Linked DNA regions of Sus scrofa: all the other regions are linked to region 3. The links are chromatin contacts, called in public HiChIP or PLAC-seq maps. All regions are on one chromosome and are shown on one strand. The core of a region is the stretch at or near the end of the contact, and the rest is flanking DNA. Distances in the headings are between cores, read along the strand shown. Region 1 overlaps TSEN15 (tRNA-splicing endonuclease subunit Sen15). Region 2 overlaps C9H1orf21. Region 3 has its middle 21 kb from the start of C9H1orf21.

Region 1 (4,793 bases), core at 1,146-3,645, 240 kb before region 3:
TGCATCATGAAACCTTTTCATATCTTTGGTTTTCTCTTTTCATTTGTGGTGTGTGAAGTGTGGTGAAATCTTGAACTTGGGTTTGGACTCACCGCAAGAAAAGGTATTCCCTGTCTAGGGCTTCAGACTTGCTTATGTTCTCCAGTCTAGCTCACCAAGGCTCTGCACTGGAGGTGGGAGCCCAACTTTAGCTGAGAATGGGACACTTAATTTGCTTTCCTTTTACCATTGTTCTGTAGGTATATACCTCCCTCAGGGACATTTCAGAGAAAGGGAGCTGAGGTTTAGGACATGATTTGGGTAATCCGCAAATCTTAATACTCTCTAAACATCCTAATTATTTCTAAAATAAATCTTCCCTAGGCATACCATGCTCACTCAGGCCTCACTGCCTTTGCACATATCATTGCTTCAAGCAGGAATGTCATTCTCCAGTCTTAATACCTCTCTGGCTTGTGAGATACTTATTTTTCAAAAATCCGACTTGAGTCATGGCCCCTAATACTTCCCCCCCACCAATCTCAAAACAGATCTGTGTATTTCTTGCTTTATGGAAGAAGAGAAAGGGGCTTGAGTATCGTACAAGTTTGAGTTCACATCTTCACCTGCCACTTACTCTGCGAACTTAGCAAATTATTTATCCTCTCTGAACCCCAGTTGTGTGTATGTGTGGTCACTGAGGTTTAGAGATTGATATACATATATTTGTTTTTTTTTTTTTTTCATTTCTAAAGTGGCAATGATAATTCCTACTTTTTTTGATAATTCCTACTTTTTAGGCTACTGTATATATTATATGAAATAAAGTATACAAATCTTGCAAATGAAGATGCATAATATTTTCTAGCTATTGTTAGACACTAGTGGCAGAAACAGGTGTTAGGCTGTTGTCACATTCTTATTGCACAGAGACAGTGGAATGTGAGTGCTGTTTGTCACTCCTGGTGTCCCTTCTCCACCTCTCTCCTCTTCCACTGGCTGGGATCAGAAGACAGGGACTCTAGGAGATGATAGGACCGCAAGATAGATGGAGCTCGGGGTCTTCAAATGACCCCCTGGAAGAAAGCTGTCTGTAGCCCAGCAGCACCTGTGTTAGACAATGTAAGGAAGAAACAGACTGATACTGTGGTAGGTCCCTGAAATTCTGGGGTTTATTTATTATAGAAGCTAGTGTTGATTACTCTAGTGGATTTAGAAATGGGCCCTTTGAGGTGGGGGATAATGTCAGAAGAACCTAAAATATGTTGCACTGATGCAGCAGTTGGGCAGTAGGTGGCACAGACATTGATACTGGAGTCTGGGAAGGCATAGGCCTGTGGAAGGGGTGGCACTGCATTTGGTAGATCTTTTGCTACTGACAATTTAAAAGGCAGGCCAAGTGTCTGACAAGCCTTTGTCTCTAAGGGGGAGATTGGTTATCACTTACTGCATTCAACAAAGTCTAGCAAGACAAAATATGCTCAGGCAAGAACTGGTTTGTGTGAGAGCAGAGATGAAAGGGACCAGATGGAGCCCAGAATTCTACTGCTTCACAGGACTGGAAGAGACTACTACTTCCTGGCTCCAACCAGTAGAAGATAACAACTGAAAAAAAGGCTTTGAGCAAGAGGTACATTTAAAACATCTCAATTTAATAGATACCATGCTAGCTTCTATAGAGGTTATAAAAAACCTAGGGGCTGTTCTCTACACTCAAAGAGGGTGTAGTTTATTGAAAAAGATAAAACACATGCAAATAACTGTAGTGGAATACAGTTAATGATGGAAGTATCTGTTGCTATAAATAATGGAGGAATTCCAACTTGCTGGAGGAGCCCAGAGAAGGGGTTCTCAAGGGGACTGGGGAGCTTGGACCTTGGTTACCCATCAAGCCAACAGACCCATGAATGAATGAACCTCAAATCATCTTTCAAACTCATCTTTCCCTTTTTGAAATACCAGAGTTCAGGTTTGGTCTATGGAGTTGCCGCTGATACCTGATGCACTGGGGGGGTCCCTCCGGCCAGCCTATGACTTCCCTGTCCATATTCTTCCCTGACTTCAAAAGGAGTTCAGGCTGACACCTGCTCAGGTTCCCTCCTTAGGGCCTCATTTCTGTAAAGGTGGGAGAGGACCCTGCTATCCTCATTCCTTCCTCACCTGCCCTGAGGGTATGAGATGCCCCAGACCTTAAAGCACTGTGTGTTTGCGGGGAGATTGCTTGTTTTTATTGTCTTTCTCCCTTTTTTCAAATAATCATCTTTGGGCAAAGAATAAGAACTTGCTACTTCTTAGTGTTTCCTGGCATGAGCCTAGTACCTTTTTAGCTTGTTTTTATTGCCTCTTTGGCTGCACAGAGCACTTATCTAAATATAGAATGGTACAACACTGTGGCCAGGATTGGCAGAAGATAACATTTTCCTTCCAATCAATTCCCTTGCATCTTTTAGTGAACACTAGGTACTGTTCTTTTCTCAGAGTGGCAAGAGTGGGCAGCAGGAAAGAAATGATATTGAGTTGTGGCTCTTTCCAAAGGAGAAGTCGAACACTGTAAGGCCTTCTGAGGCAGCGAGGCCAGGGTTGGTGCTCTGGGCTGGCTCTCCTGTGACCTTGGGTGAACCACACAGCAATGGTCGGCAGCCTTCTCCAGTCCTTTGGAGGCAGGGCAGTGCAGTGGAAGGGACACAGGCTTCAGCAGCCCCAGATTGGATCTCCTGCCTAGACCCCTATTGAAGAGTGACCTTGGGTAAATTCTTTAATCTCATCTTTAAAATGGGTGGTACTAATAAAACCTATCTCTTAGGCCTCTTGTGTAGGGGTTCAGTGAGATGAATATATGTAAATTATTCAGTAAATTTTTAAGAAATGGTAGCTATTATTTTTTTTGTAGGGTGGTGTTTTATAGCATTGGTGTTTCAAATGCAACCATGTTTTCAATTTTGTTTCTGGGATATTATAAAAATAAATTTATTTATTTATTTAGATATTAACAAAAAGCAGCTCTCAGAGTTCCTTGGTGCCCTAGCGGGTTAAGGATCCATTATTGTCACTGCTGTGGCTCGGTTTGACCCCTGGCCCGGGAACTTTCATATGCCACGGGCACAGCCAAACAAAAAACACAAAGCAGCTCTCGCCATATGAGTCAGATCCAGGTCTCTTACTATCTCCATTCACTTTGGAGAAAGGGTTTCATTGCTGGAGGTTGTTCTGTGTAGTGGTTAGAACAAGGGCCCTAGCCCAATTCTTGGGGGCTCAAATTCTGGTGCGTGATCATGAGCAAGTTGCTTAACTTCTCTGGGTCACAGTTCTTTACCTGCTATTCCAAAATGAAACATTTCATGAGCTTTATCCCACTTAGTATAAATCTTCCTATTTTTGATGCAGAAATTATGACTGAGTCTAGGGCACTCCTTAAGACCCTGAGGGGGGTTCTGTAATATACGGCACCTATGCCATGTTATCTTTCTTTCTTTCTTTCTTTTTTTTTTTTTTTTGTCTTTTTTGTCTTTTTGCCATTTCTTGGGCCGCTCCCACAGCATATGGAGGTTCCCAGGCTAGGGGTCCAATCGGAGCTGTAGCCGCCAGCCTACGCCAAAGCCACAGCAATGCAGGATCCGAGCCGCGTCTGCAACATATACCACAGCTCACGGCAATGCCACATCCTTAACCCACTGAGCCAGGCCAGGGATCGAACCTACAACCTCATGGTTCCTAGTCAGATTCATTAACCACTGAGCCATGACGGGAATTCCCCATGTTATCGTTCTTTAATTTTAATTCTGAATTTCTAAACTCATCTGGCTTCAAATGTTTTGAGTAAGGGGCCTGTGACACATCCTTATAAGGCTGTTTTGTGCTATGTTAACTTCATGTAAGCTTCTTGGGAACCTTATTGGCTATTATTGTCATAGTTGGAACAACTCTTTGAGGCAGGAATTATTATCCCATTTTATAGATAAGGAAAATAAGACACAGAGACAATAAATAGCCACATAGTCCATATGTGGTAGACCTAGAATTCAAACAAGACATTTCTGACGCCAAATCCCAGGCATTCTGTTTAAACAGACTTATGTCCAGGGCCCTATACTTGCCCTGGCAGAACCAATCCCAATTAAGATTCCACTCAGGGAAGTTAGGAAACCCCATCAGCTGGGTATGCCCTTTCCAAACATCTCTGTAGGGAGACCAGCTCTGATGGGGGCTCCCCACCCTCCTCCTGTGGCCAAGCAGAGGAAAGAAGAGTGGGGTGCTGGTAAGGCTCCCCCCAGGGGCTGCCAATGACATGGCGTGGATGAGGGAGCCTGGCCTGCATGTGGTCCAGCTGCATGCCTCTGTCCATTTCTCTGATGGCCACCCTGTCTCAATTTAGGTCCCTCCAGAAGCTGATACCAAGAAAAGGATTTCAGTGTAAGTAGTTGATTTGTGAAACAGAGGAAGCACCATTTGCCATTCAGCAGTGAAGAAGGGAGGGGGGGAAGCAGCCAATAATAGATATGTCATTATTCATTTACTACTAGAACTGAAATGCCACAGGACAATGTGAGGTCGCTGTGTAAACCGCATGCCTCAAAATGATCCCACCCAAAGGATGAGGGAGTTGAGGTATTTCTACCCCATCCCTGGAGAGTCATTGGTTGAGGGTTACTCCCAGAGATGTCCTTGGCAGGCAGCCAGAAGCAGCATGGCCTTCTCGTTCTGAAATATAAGGTCCAGGAGATGGGAGTGAAGCATTGATGGGGGCCGGTACCCACCCCAAGCCCAGTTCTGTGTAGTAGCAGGAATAATTATGTTTGTGAAAAGCCCAGGATGGA
Region 2 (4,861 bases), core at 1,140-3,639, 210 kb after region 3:
AAAGATTATCCTGAATTATTTGAGTTAATCCCAGTATAATCACAAGGATCCTAATAAGAGTTAGGCAGGAGATTCAGAGTTAGGAAAGAAGGCGTAAGGACAGAAGCAGAGGTCCGAGAGGAGAGAAGATGTTTTACTGCTGCTTTGGAGATGGAAGAAGGGACCATAAGCCAAGGAATATAGGTGAAGTCTGGAAGCTGGAAAAGGAAAGGAAACAGGTTTTTCCCTAGACCGAGACCCAGGAAGGAAGCCTTGTGAACTGTTTTTAGACTCCTGACCTCCAGAAGTGTAAGGTAATAAATTTGCGTTGTTTTAAGCCACTGAATTTGTGTTCATTTGCTACAGCAGCAATAGAAAATTAATAAGAGCAGATTTTCTGGACACCGACAAATTTGGAATTAAAGAGAGTTGTGGGTGTGTCCAGCTAGATCAGAAGGCTGGAGCCTCATTTTTGGCTGGCTCATACAGCACAGTGAATGTGAGAAAAGGGATCATGCCTGTAAGAAAAATGGCATCATTTAACTTTTTGTTTTTAGCTTTGACATTTACAGTTTCTCAACTTAGCAAGGAAAACCTGTTAAGATTTTGGTTCATCACAGGAAAAGTTTAGCAATTCTGCACACATGGTGGCTTTTTATTTGTTAAAATATCAAAGGCGTGATGATACCTTTTTTTGTTCTAATAGTTTGTTAACGTTGATCAAATGTACTTTGGTTTTTCTGCCTGTGTTTTTACCTACCAGAAAAATCTAGCGTAAAGCATGTTTATTTTGGTCTAGTCAGCTCTCAAACGCAGTCTTTTAGAGACCATAATCCGGTGATAGTTGAATTCCTAAAATCTTTGGTCTTGTTATTATGCATCAGAGTGACTTACGGTAGATTCACACTCCTTTGTGTTTTCTTTTACTTGATGGTTGGAGAGGAGAAGTGAGGAATGGAAAGAAAATACAGTCAATGGGTGTGTGATGCAGTTTTGTGGGTGGGGAATAAAGCGCGGATTTTTGCTTCTGTTCTATCTTACTGTGTCCTGGTGGCATTTAACATATAGCATTGTCAGCCAGCCAGGTAATTTCAGCTTTGTTTTGAAGTCTGAACTCTGAATGGCATCTTGGTCCCGTTCAAACGTTCGGTAATTACGGTTTTTTCCCCACATGTAGTACAAATAAGATACTTGATGAATTTACACATCAGACTCTTGAGAAAGGAAGTTCCCAGTGATCAGTGTTAGGTAGTTCTTGGTCAAGAAAATACACTTTTTGAAGTTCCCACTGTGGCACAGTAGGTTAAGAATCCGACTGCAGCTGCTCGGCTTGCGGTGACGGTGCAGGTTCAATCCCCAGCCTTGCACAGTGAGTTCAAGGATCCAGTGTTGTCAGTCCCTGGCCCAGGAACTTCCATATACCACAGTGTGGCCACAAAGAAAAAAAAAAAAAAAGGAATTCCCCTTGGGGCTCCGGGGTCACAAGTCTGACTAGTATCCATGAGATTCTGGGTTCCATCCCTGGCCTGGCCCAGTGGGTTAAGGATCTGGTGTTTCTGTGAGCTGTGGTGTAGGTCGCAGATGCGGCTTGGATTTTAGGTTGCTGTGGCTATGGCGTAGACCGGCAGCAACAGCTCCGATTCGACCCCTAGCCTGGGAACTTCCATATGCTCGAATGCAGCCCTAAAAAAAAAAAAGAAAAAGAAAGAAGGAAGGAAGGAAAGAAAATAAGAAAGAAAGAAAGAAAGAAAGAAAAAAAGAAAGAAAGAAAGAAAGAAAGAAAGAAAAAGAAAGAAAAAAAAAAAGAAAGAAAGAAAGAAAAGAAAAGAAAAGAAAAGAAAATATAGGTTTGTTTTTGTTTTTTTAAAGTAAGCGTTATGGTAGTCATTAGGGCTGTTTATAAATATTCCAGTTTTGTTCCTTCCAAGCACATAGTAGGGCTCTCCTTTCTCCAGTCTCTTGCATTTGGGTGTGTAGCCACCAGGGAACTCCCTCATTGTCACCTTCGAAGCTGAACGTGTTCTTCATGTGTATGGACCCAAATCTCCTAATTCTAGTTAAAGTGTTTACCTTTTCCAGTTTTCGGGTACTTTTTGAAATGCAGTGGTTGGAAAGTACACACACACAGAGTCTGTGTGTGGAAGGAAACCCATTGGGAGTTCACATGTAGTGCTTTTGTGTCTTTTCTCTGTGTAGTCCCCTCCGTCCCAGGAGCTACGACTCCGCCTCCACTGTTTTTCTCTAGGCTTCCAGCTTCCTGCATACATCTGGCCCCTGGGCTTTCTTTATAAGATAGAACTTCCTGCTATTGAGCCCAGAAAAAAGAAAATGAAATCCCTTCACATTCCCACTCAGACTAACTCTGGGCCCCTCCCAGGACTGCAGCTGCCCCAGTGCTCTCCGACTTTGTGGGACCACAGGCAAAGAAGTGACAGGAGGAAAGAAATTCCTCTCGCCAGCAGGGGGTAGGGTGCTTTCTTCAATTCCCTGGACTCGATCTGTTGCTTCCTTCACAGTTAAGGAGCTGAAGTTTGAGAGCATGTTGTAAAGAAGCCATCAGTTTATCTTGGTGTTCTGACTTTCCCTTTGGGGATCGGGAACAGCAGGAGAAATAAAGTCGGTCTGACTGCCTCCAACAGGAGAGAATCTAAGAAGAGAATGATGAGTTTACTCTAGACCCTGACAAGTGTGTTCTGTGCATAAAGAAGTAAAATTGTTCCAAGCTAAAGAAGTTCTTTGATTTGCTGTTTAAATAAACCTGTCACTACCTGACCGTGGTTTGCAAACATTTTTGAGAAATGGCTGCTTCTTTCCAACATGAGTTGAAAGCTCCTGAATATACAATTCAAGGGGTTGCTGCTCTGGGAGGGCCTGCTATTGAGCCCTGAGGCAGCTCTGCAAGACCCCAAGGCTCAGTTGGAAAACTGCCTTCAGGAAGGCTGAGAGAGGGAACTCTAAGCCCAAAAGTACCTTTTCTCTGAAATAAAAGTCCTCAAACTGTTTTGAGTTAAGAATCACCTTGGACTCTTGTTTAAAATGCAGATTCTGAAGTTCCCTGGTGCCTCAAAAAATGGGTTAAGGATCTGGCATTGTCACGGCTCTGGCTTGGGTTGCTGCTGTGTTGTGGGTTCAGACCCTGGCCCAGGAACTTCCACATGCCGTGGGCACAGCCAGAAAAAAAGTATATGTATTTATGTAAAATTTCAAAATGAAATTAAAGTGCAGATTCCTGGGCACAGTCGCAGAGATGCACACTCTGGAGGTGTTGTGTGGGGCCTGGGAATCTGTATTTTAACAAGCATTCTAGATGATTCCGATACCAGTACGGATGGATCATAAAAACACAGCTCTACAAACTGCCTACCAAGGGCCCTTTTAAATGGCTTCATCTTATTCCCACTTGGTCCCAGTTTATTTTAGGTACGAAGTTTATGAGTGTCAAATGCCATTTAAATAGCTTTTTCTTGCCAAGGGAAATAATGTCTTAGCTACCTCTTCCGTCATCTTCCAGTGTAATTCTCTGTTCCTGTTCCCAGAGCACCCCGGACGCGGCATGGCTCTCAGCCCTCTCTGTTGGCTCTGCTCTATCAGAGGCTCCCATTAGCCTCATCGTTCCTCCAGCCTGTCTTGGTTTTGTTTGTTTTCTTTTTTCTCTTTTTTAAAGGCAGATGTCTTTACTCTTCTCCTTCCTCGGCAAACCAACCCAAAGTAGAAATTACATGGTGTTTATAAGCAAATGTAAAACTGACTTTTTGATGCAAATACAGCTGACTAGGAGGCTTACAAATGCTCCCATGTAGCAAGGTGCTGGGTGTTTTGATAGATACAAAGAAATACAAGAACAGATCCAAATAAGTCACATTTATAAAATGAATAAAGCCGCAATGAGACGCCCACTGGAATGACTGTAACTGAAAAGACCGTATGAAATGTTGGTGGGGAGATGGAGAAACTGGAACCATTGTGCACTGGTGGTAGGAATGTAAAATGGCACAGCCGCTTCGGAAAAGCTTGGTTGATGTTTTGGTGATGTTTGCCCTATCGTCTGGCAAATCCGCTCCTTGGAATCTGCCCAAGAGAAACAAAAATATATGTGCACACAAAGATTTGTGTATGAACGTTCATAGCAGCATGATTTGTAGTAGTCACAAACTGGAAACAATCCACGTGCCCATCAGTGTATGCAAGGATAAACAAAACACAGTACATCCGTACATTGGAGTAGTATTTAGCAATTAAACAAAATGCTGCAATATGCTAAGGTATAGATGAACCTCAAACTTTATGCTAAGTGAGATACCAGATGTAAAAGGCTATATGTTGTATGGTTCTCTTTATATGAATCTAGACAAAGCAAATTTGTAGTGACAGAAAGCAGCTCTCTGGTGGCTGGACAATACAGATGAGTGCAAATGGGTATGATGAAACTTTGGGGGCTGATAGAACTGTATTGGATTGGGGAGTTCTCTGTGGCTTAGCAAGTTAAGGATGCAGCTTTGTTACTGCTGTGATGAGGCTCACTGCTGTGGCGCAGATTAGAGCCCTGGCCTGGGAACTTCCACATGCTGCAGGTTGCGGCCACCCCCCAAAAAAAACCTGTATTGTGGAGATAATTTCACAGCTCTATAAATTCACTAAAATCATTTAATCATATATATATAATGGGATTTTATTTATTTTGGCCATGCCCACAACAGGGAGAAGTTACTGGGCCAGAGATGGAACCCATACCACAGCAGCGACCTGAGCCATGCAATGACATCAGATCCTTAACCTGTGGAACCACCAGGGAACTCCTAATGGGGGAATTTTATGGACTATAGAGTTTGCCTCAAGAAGGCAGTTTTCTTAATTAAGGCACATACCACAATTAAATAATTGA
Region 3 (4,994 bases), core at 1,814-4,313:
AAGTGATTTCTTTTTTATTTGTACTTGTCTTTTCTTTTCCAAACTTTTCAACAATGATCATATATTATTCTCCCAAGTTTTAAAAGGTACCATGTGAAGTAAAAGATGGAATGCTTGATCCGAATGGAAATTTCTAGAATGTTTCCATATAACCACTCAGCTCTTTGCAGATGAGTTATCTCCCAGTACATTCTCTGGGCTCTGCCTTCTGGTGTTTCATGCCCTTAAGTTATTCTCAACTTACCTCCCCAGGATCAGGTGCCCTTCAGTGATGGGTGATAAAATATCTCTAAGACTATATACCTAAGTTACAAAAATCCAGGTCAAACCTTGAGTCAGATGTGTGGCCTGCAGCAAGAAAAACAGACAGACTGTCCCAAAGAGATAGTCAAAGAGATCCTGTCAGATTCTTTTTTTTTTTTTTTTTTTTTTTTTTTTTTTTTTTTTGGTCTTTCATCTTTTTAGAGCCTCACTTGTGGCATATGGAGGTTCCAGGCTAGGGGTCTAATCAGAACTGCAGCTGCTGGCCTACACCACAGCCACAGCAACACCAGATCGGAGGCACATCTGTGACCTACACCGCAGTTCCCAGCATTGCCAGATCCTTAACCCACTGAGCAAGGCCGGGGATGGAACCCAAGTCCCCATGGTTCCTAACAGATTCGTTTCCGCTGCACCACCACGGGAACTCAGATTTTAGAAGCAAGCTTTCTGACCAGTACAATCCCTCCCAGGAACCTTCCTTAAATCCTGCTGGACGGTTAGGGATTCCTCTTCCAGCTTCTCCTCTTGTCCTGACCTGACATCAGCAGTTACTGTGTTGTACTGAGATCGTCTATTCATGCGCCCTATTCCTCACCCCACCCTGGCAGCAAATTCCTTGTGCACAAATCTCTGTTTAACGCATCTCAGAAGCCTCAGAACAGCAGTAGACTCAGGAAAGCATTTCTCACCTAGTGTTTTCATCTGCACCTCGACCCTTAAAAACAAATTCAAATGAGAAGTGAAACTTGAAACGAAGATCAAGGAAGGATGCTGAATCCTGCCTGCTGCCTCAACACGGCATGGCAAATCATATATAAAATTGCTGGTTTCAGATTTGTGGGCCCAAAAGTGGCTGCATGAAACCCAGCCCTCATGTCACTATCACATGTTCACTTGCCATTCTTCCACTCCAACAGACTAATCACTATTTAATTTAAACAACCCTTTCTTTTAATAACTTTGCTTGGCAATGACTGCCTAAAACCACGAAATAGAGTTGCAAGTTTCTCCTGTCACTGAAATTGGACCAACATTTCTGTCACACGCTGCTGTGGTCGCTGGTTGTTGTGGCTTCTAGAGCTAGGGGCCTCTTCTCTGTTAGCTGCCCAGGCTGTCGGGTTTGCACGGCCCAAGGCCAAGGCAATGGTGTGCTCCGCGGTCTGCAGGGAGAGGCTGCAAGCGAGTAAAGTCCTTCCATGTGGGACTTGCCTGTTTTGAAACATCAGTGCTGTCTGCTCAGCTAGGAAGCCTTCCCAAGCCTTGTGCATCGGGGTCCTAGCATCCTTAAGTGACCTCTGCTCTGTGAAGCCTCGCCTGTCTGTTCTGTAGGCTCTCTTCTGACATTATATGGGTTTCATCCTATGTCTGTTTCTCTCACTAGACAGTAAGTTCCATGAGGGTAAGTATAATAGTTGACATATTTTTGTAGCAGAGTGCCTGCAACACCGTCAATAACAAATTGAATTGAGCCACTAGAAAAAAGTCCAGGTTTTTATTGCTTATTATATTTTTAGACTGGCTCTGGGAGACATCCATTTCTAAACAGAATTCTGAGCTTTTCCTAGGACCTAGGGTAGTTGATAGAAATCTTTTATCATGTACTAGCTTTCTATACGAGTAAGTAAATAAATGTCTCTTTGAGCTTCGATTTCCTGATCTATAAAACAGGAGTGATAATAATAGCATTGTTGTCAGGCTAAATGAAATTATGCCATTCTCTTGACACATAGTAGGGGGTTAATAATCTTTCAGCTGTTTAGAGCTCCCCCCATGCCTCTAGAACAATTTTTCTCATCAAAATTTTTCTCTTACCCTTTAGGATTCTTGCTTTTTTCGATCGGACCTCAAGAACCTCTAGAGCAAGAATCAGCAAGTATTTTCTGTAAAAGGCCAGATATTAAATATTTTAGGCTTTGCAGGCCACACGGTTTGTGTGGCATATTTTTCTTTATTTTTATCACTGCTGCTTTGCTTTAGCTTCTTTACGACCCTTTCAAAATGTAGGACCATTCTTCGCTATGGCCACACAAGAACAGACCTCCAGCTAGATAACCTGCATAGACTTACAACTTATATGAGTTTGTGGGTTGGCTACACTGTGCTCTAGAGTGGGGGTTCTTAAAGTGTGTCCCTTCCAACCACTAGCAGCAGCAGCTCCTGGAAACTTGTTAATACAAATTTGGGGGCCCCACCTCAGATTGGCTGGATCATAAACTCTGAATTTTAGCCCAGCAACCTGAGTTTTAATAAACCCTCCAGGTGATTTTGATGCAGTAGTTCAACCTTGACTGCACATCAGAATCACCTGGAGAGCCTTTAAACCATGTCAATACCCAAGCTTTATACCAAATCAGACACTCTGGGGATAGGACCAAGGTATAGGTGTTGAAAGCCCTGCAGGTGATTCAACGTGTAGCCATAGCTGAGAACCTCAGATATAAACTCAGGGCTAGCTTCTACGTCTGTCAAGTAAGCTTTTCCCTACTGATATTGCCAAGGTAGCCAGTACTTGGGTCTTCTTCTTGGTTTGGTGATTTCATGAAGGAACCTCACTGCAATCCATTGATCAAAAGATAGCTATTCATACTATGTATAAAGCAGTATGTTAGGCATGCTAGGGATATTTTTTAAAGTATATTAATAAGTCCCTTCTACCTTTGAGTAATTTGAATATAAAAAGCAAACTTCTCCATTTCTAAGGAGCTCATAATTTCACTTTTACAAAGAAGGATCAACTCAAGAAGCACCACCCATTTTCATTTTTCTCTGAGTTTAAACCTGGTCACTGGTCACCATTTTTTCACTCCCCTCACCATTACTGCAATGGGCTGAGTCTGTTATTCCATTATTCCACATGAAGTAAGTTCTAGGGTGTTCATTCTTGTTTCAAAAACACATTTTCCTGTGGAAAAGCTTTTGCCTGGTTTTATATTGGTAAGATAATTCTAGAGTGCCACATTTGACAAATGACATCAGCCCGCCTTCCCCTAGCCATAAACCATTTTAGAACGCTTATGCATAATTTGGCTTCAGGTCAAGGTGGCGTAATATGAACCAGCAGAATATACAGCACAGGGTGTCCTTAGCAGCTATCCTAAAGATCAGCAAAACTCATTCCTGTAAGAGAAGCTCATCTGTGAAGCAAGGTCAAGCCCAGTGGTCATCAGGGAAGGTCCCCTTAATGGAATCGCCCCTGGCCTGGAGGGACTTCTGCTTTGAAACTCTGCTGTGGTTGTCTCTCCGGCTGCCTACCTCAGACCCATATTTTCCTGCCACCAGCCAATTTCCATTTTGTTCAGGAATCAGATGGACATATTCTTCAGGGAATGCTGGCCTCCTCCCCAGCCCCAGAGGTTCAAATTGATGGTTTGGCAACATTGTGGTAATTCAGCATCCTTTGCCAGTGATTGGCTTAGGAATAAGCATGTGACTTCTAATTCTGGCCAATTATGAGAGTAGAAAGAGCTTTGGGGAAGTTCTTGTTGTTCAAAAGGAATGCAAAGGAAGATGTTTCTTGTTAGGCCACTATATATAGATTTGAGGATGTGATGCTTAGAGCTGCTGTAACCATCTTGTAACCGTAAAAGAACATGTCTGGAGCCAAAAGGCAACGTGGTGAGAATGATGCAGTAGAAAGATGGAAAGCATCATCTTTATTTCCCCTTGAGCTGCTGAATTAGAGACCCAGATACTACCTGACCTCTGTATTTCATTATTATGTGAGATAGTATATGTCTTTCTTATCTAAGCCACTTTTGGTGGATTATGTTCTTACTGCCTAAAGCATCCTAACTAACATATCTATGTTAGCCATATAATTAGATGTGAGAGAATGTTGTCTTATACTTAGTGTCTGCTTACTCCAAAAACCTGCATCTTAGTATCGGGGATTTTTCTGTTGGAAAAAAGATTTTTTACTCATTATTCCTCTCTTAGTTTCTTTTTCTTCTTCTTCTTCTTTTTTTTTTTTTTTTTTTTTTTTTTTTTTTTTTTTTTTTGCTTTTTAGGGCCACTCCTGCAGCATATGGAGTTTCCAAGGCTAGGGGTCAAATCGGAGCTACAGCTGCCAGCCTACACCATGGCCACAGCAACATTAGATCCAAGCCGCGTCTGTGACCTACACCACAGCTCACGGCAACGCCAGATCCTAACCCACTGACCAAGGCCAGGGATCGAACCCGCAACCTCACGGTTACCAGTCAGACTCATTTCCACTGTGCCACAACGGGAACTCCAGTTTCTTCTTTTATAGACCTAGCTTGTCTCCAACACCAGGCCATGTCTCACTAGGTATATTGACCACTCATTCATGAAGACCTGATGAGCCATTAACTTTGATATTTCACCAGCCTAAAACAGAATGGTAGTGCCATTTATACCAGACACAGAAACAAGGAAGGATGGGCCTTACTATGCAACTGCTGGCATTTTCTTATCTGTCTGTTGTTGTAACATTAACATTGGCACTGCCAGAACCAAAGTTCAAGCTCCTCAAAATTTTCTCCACATGCCCCGTGCACTACACATAATAGACATTCAATCACTGTTGGTTGGATGAATGCATGAACAAACTAATTATTTGCAAACAGCATGTCAAGGAGGATTTAGAGACTTGAAGATACTGGAGGCTCCATTTTGGAGATAGAGACCCAAGTACTAACTAGTCTTTTTCTGTCACACCTGCTTAAAACTGGAGACTCTAAGTAGTGTAGCTCCCTTTTAAAGAATGA

What was found. HiChIP or PLAC-seq counts read pairs in DNA pulled down with a chosen protein or histone mark.
Region 1: an H3K27ac HiChIP or PLAC-seq map of skeletal muscle shows a contact between it and region 3. The contact joins two enhancer-like sites. A contact is called at or near these places in 1 of 47 Hi-C or Micro-C datasets (skeletal muscle) and 1 of 2 datasets of contacts at active chromatin or transcription factors (skeletal muscle).
Region 2: a contact with region 3 is called in an H3K27ac HiChIP or PLAC-seq map of skeletal muscle. The contact joins two enhancer-like sites. A contact is called at or near these places in 2 of 47 Hi-C or Micro-C datasets (brain and skeletal muscle) and 1 of 2 datasets of contacts at active chromatin or transcription factors (skeletal muscle).

Annotation. Positions count from the first base shown.
Region 1 is chr9:125,354,581-125,359,373 of Sscrofa11.1, forward strand. All of the region lies in intron 7 of TSEN15 (tRNA-splicing endonuclease subunit Sen15), which reads left to right. Among named protein-coding and RNA genes, the nearest start is that of TSEN15, 56 kb to the left of the region's middle. Within about 2 kb of position 2,396, at least 4 of the 83 cell types and tissues checked have an H3K27ac peak or open chromatin away from gene starts, as enhancers often do. A contact at or near this core is called in skeletal muscle, where this site is marked.
Region 2 is chr9:125,803,187-125,808,047 of Sscrofa11.1, forward strand. All of the region lies in intron 3 of C9H1orf21, which reads left to right. Among named protein-coding and RNA genes, the nearest start is that of EDEM3, 180 kb to the right of the region's middle. Within about 2 kb of position 2,390, at least 13 of the 83 cell types and tissues checked have an H3K27ac peak or open chromatin away from gene starts, as enhancers often do. A contact at or near this core is called in skeletal muscle, where this site is marked.
Region 3 is chr9:125,589,543-125,594,536 of Sscrofa11.1, forward strand. No RefSeq gene overlaps it. Among named protein-coding and RNA genes, the nearest start is that of C9H1orf21, 21 kb to the right of the region's middle. Within about 2 kb of position 3,064, at least 3 of the 83 cell types and tissues checked have an H3K27ac peak or open chromatin away from gene starts, as enhancers often do. A contact at or near this core is called in skeletal muscle, where this site is marked.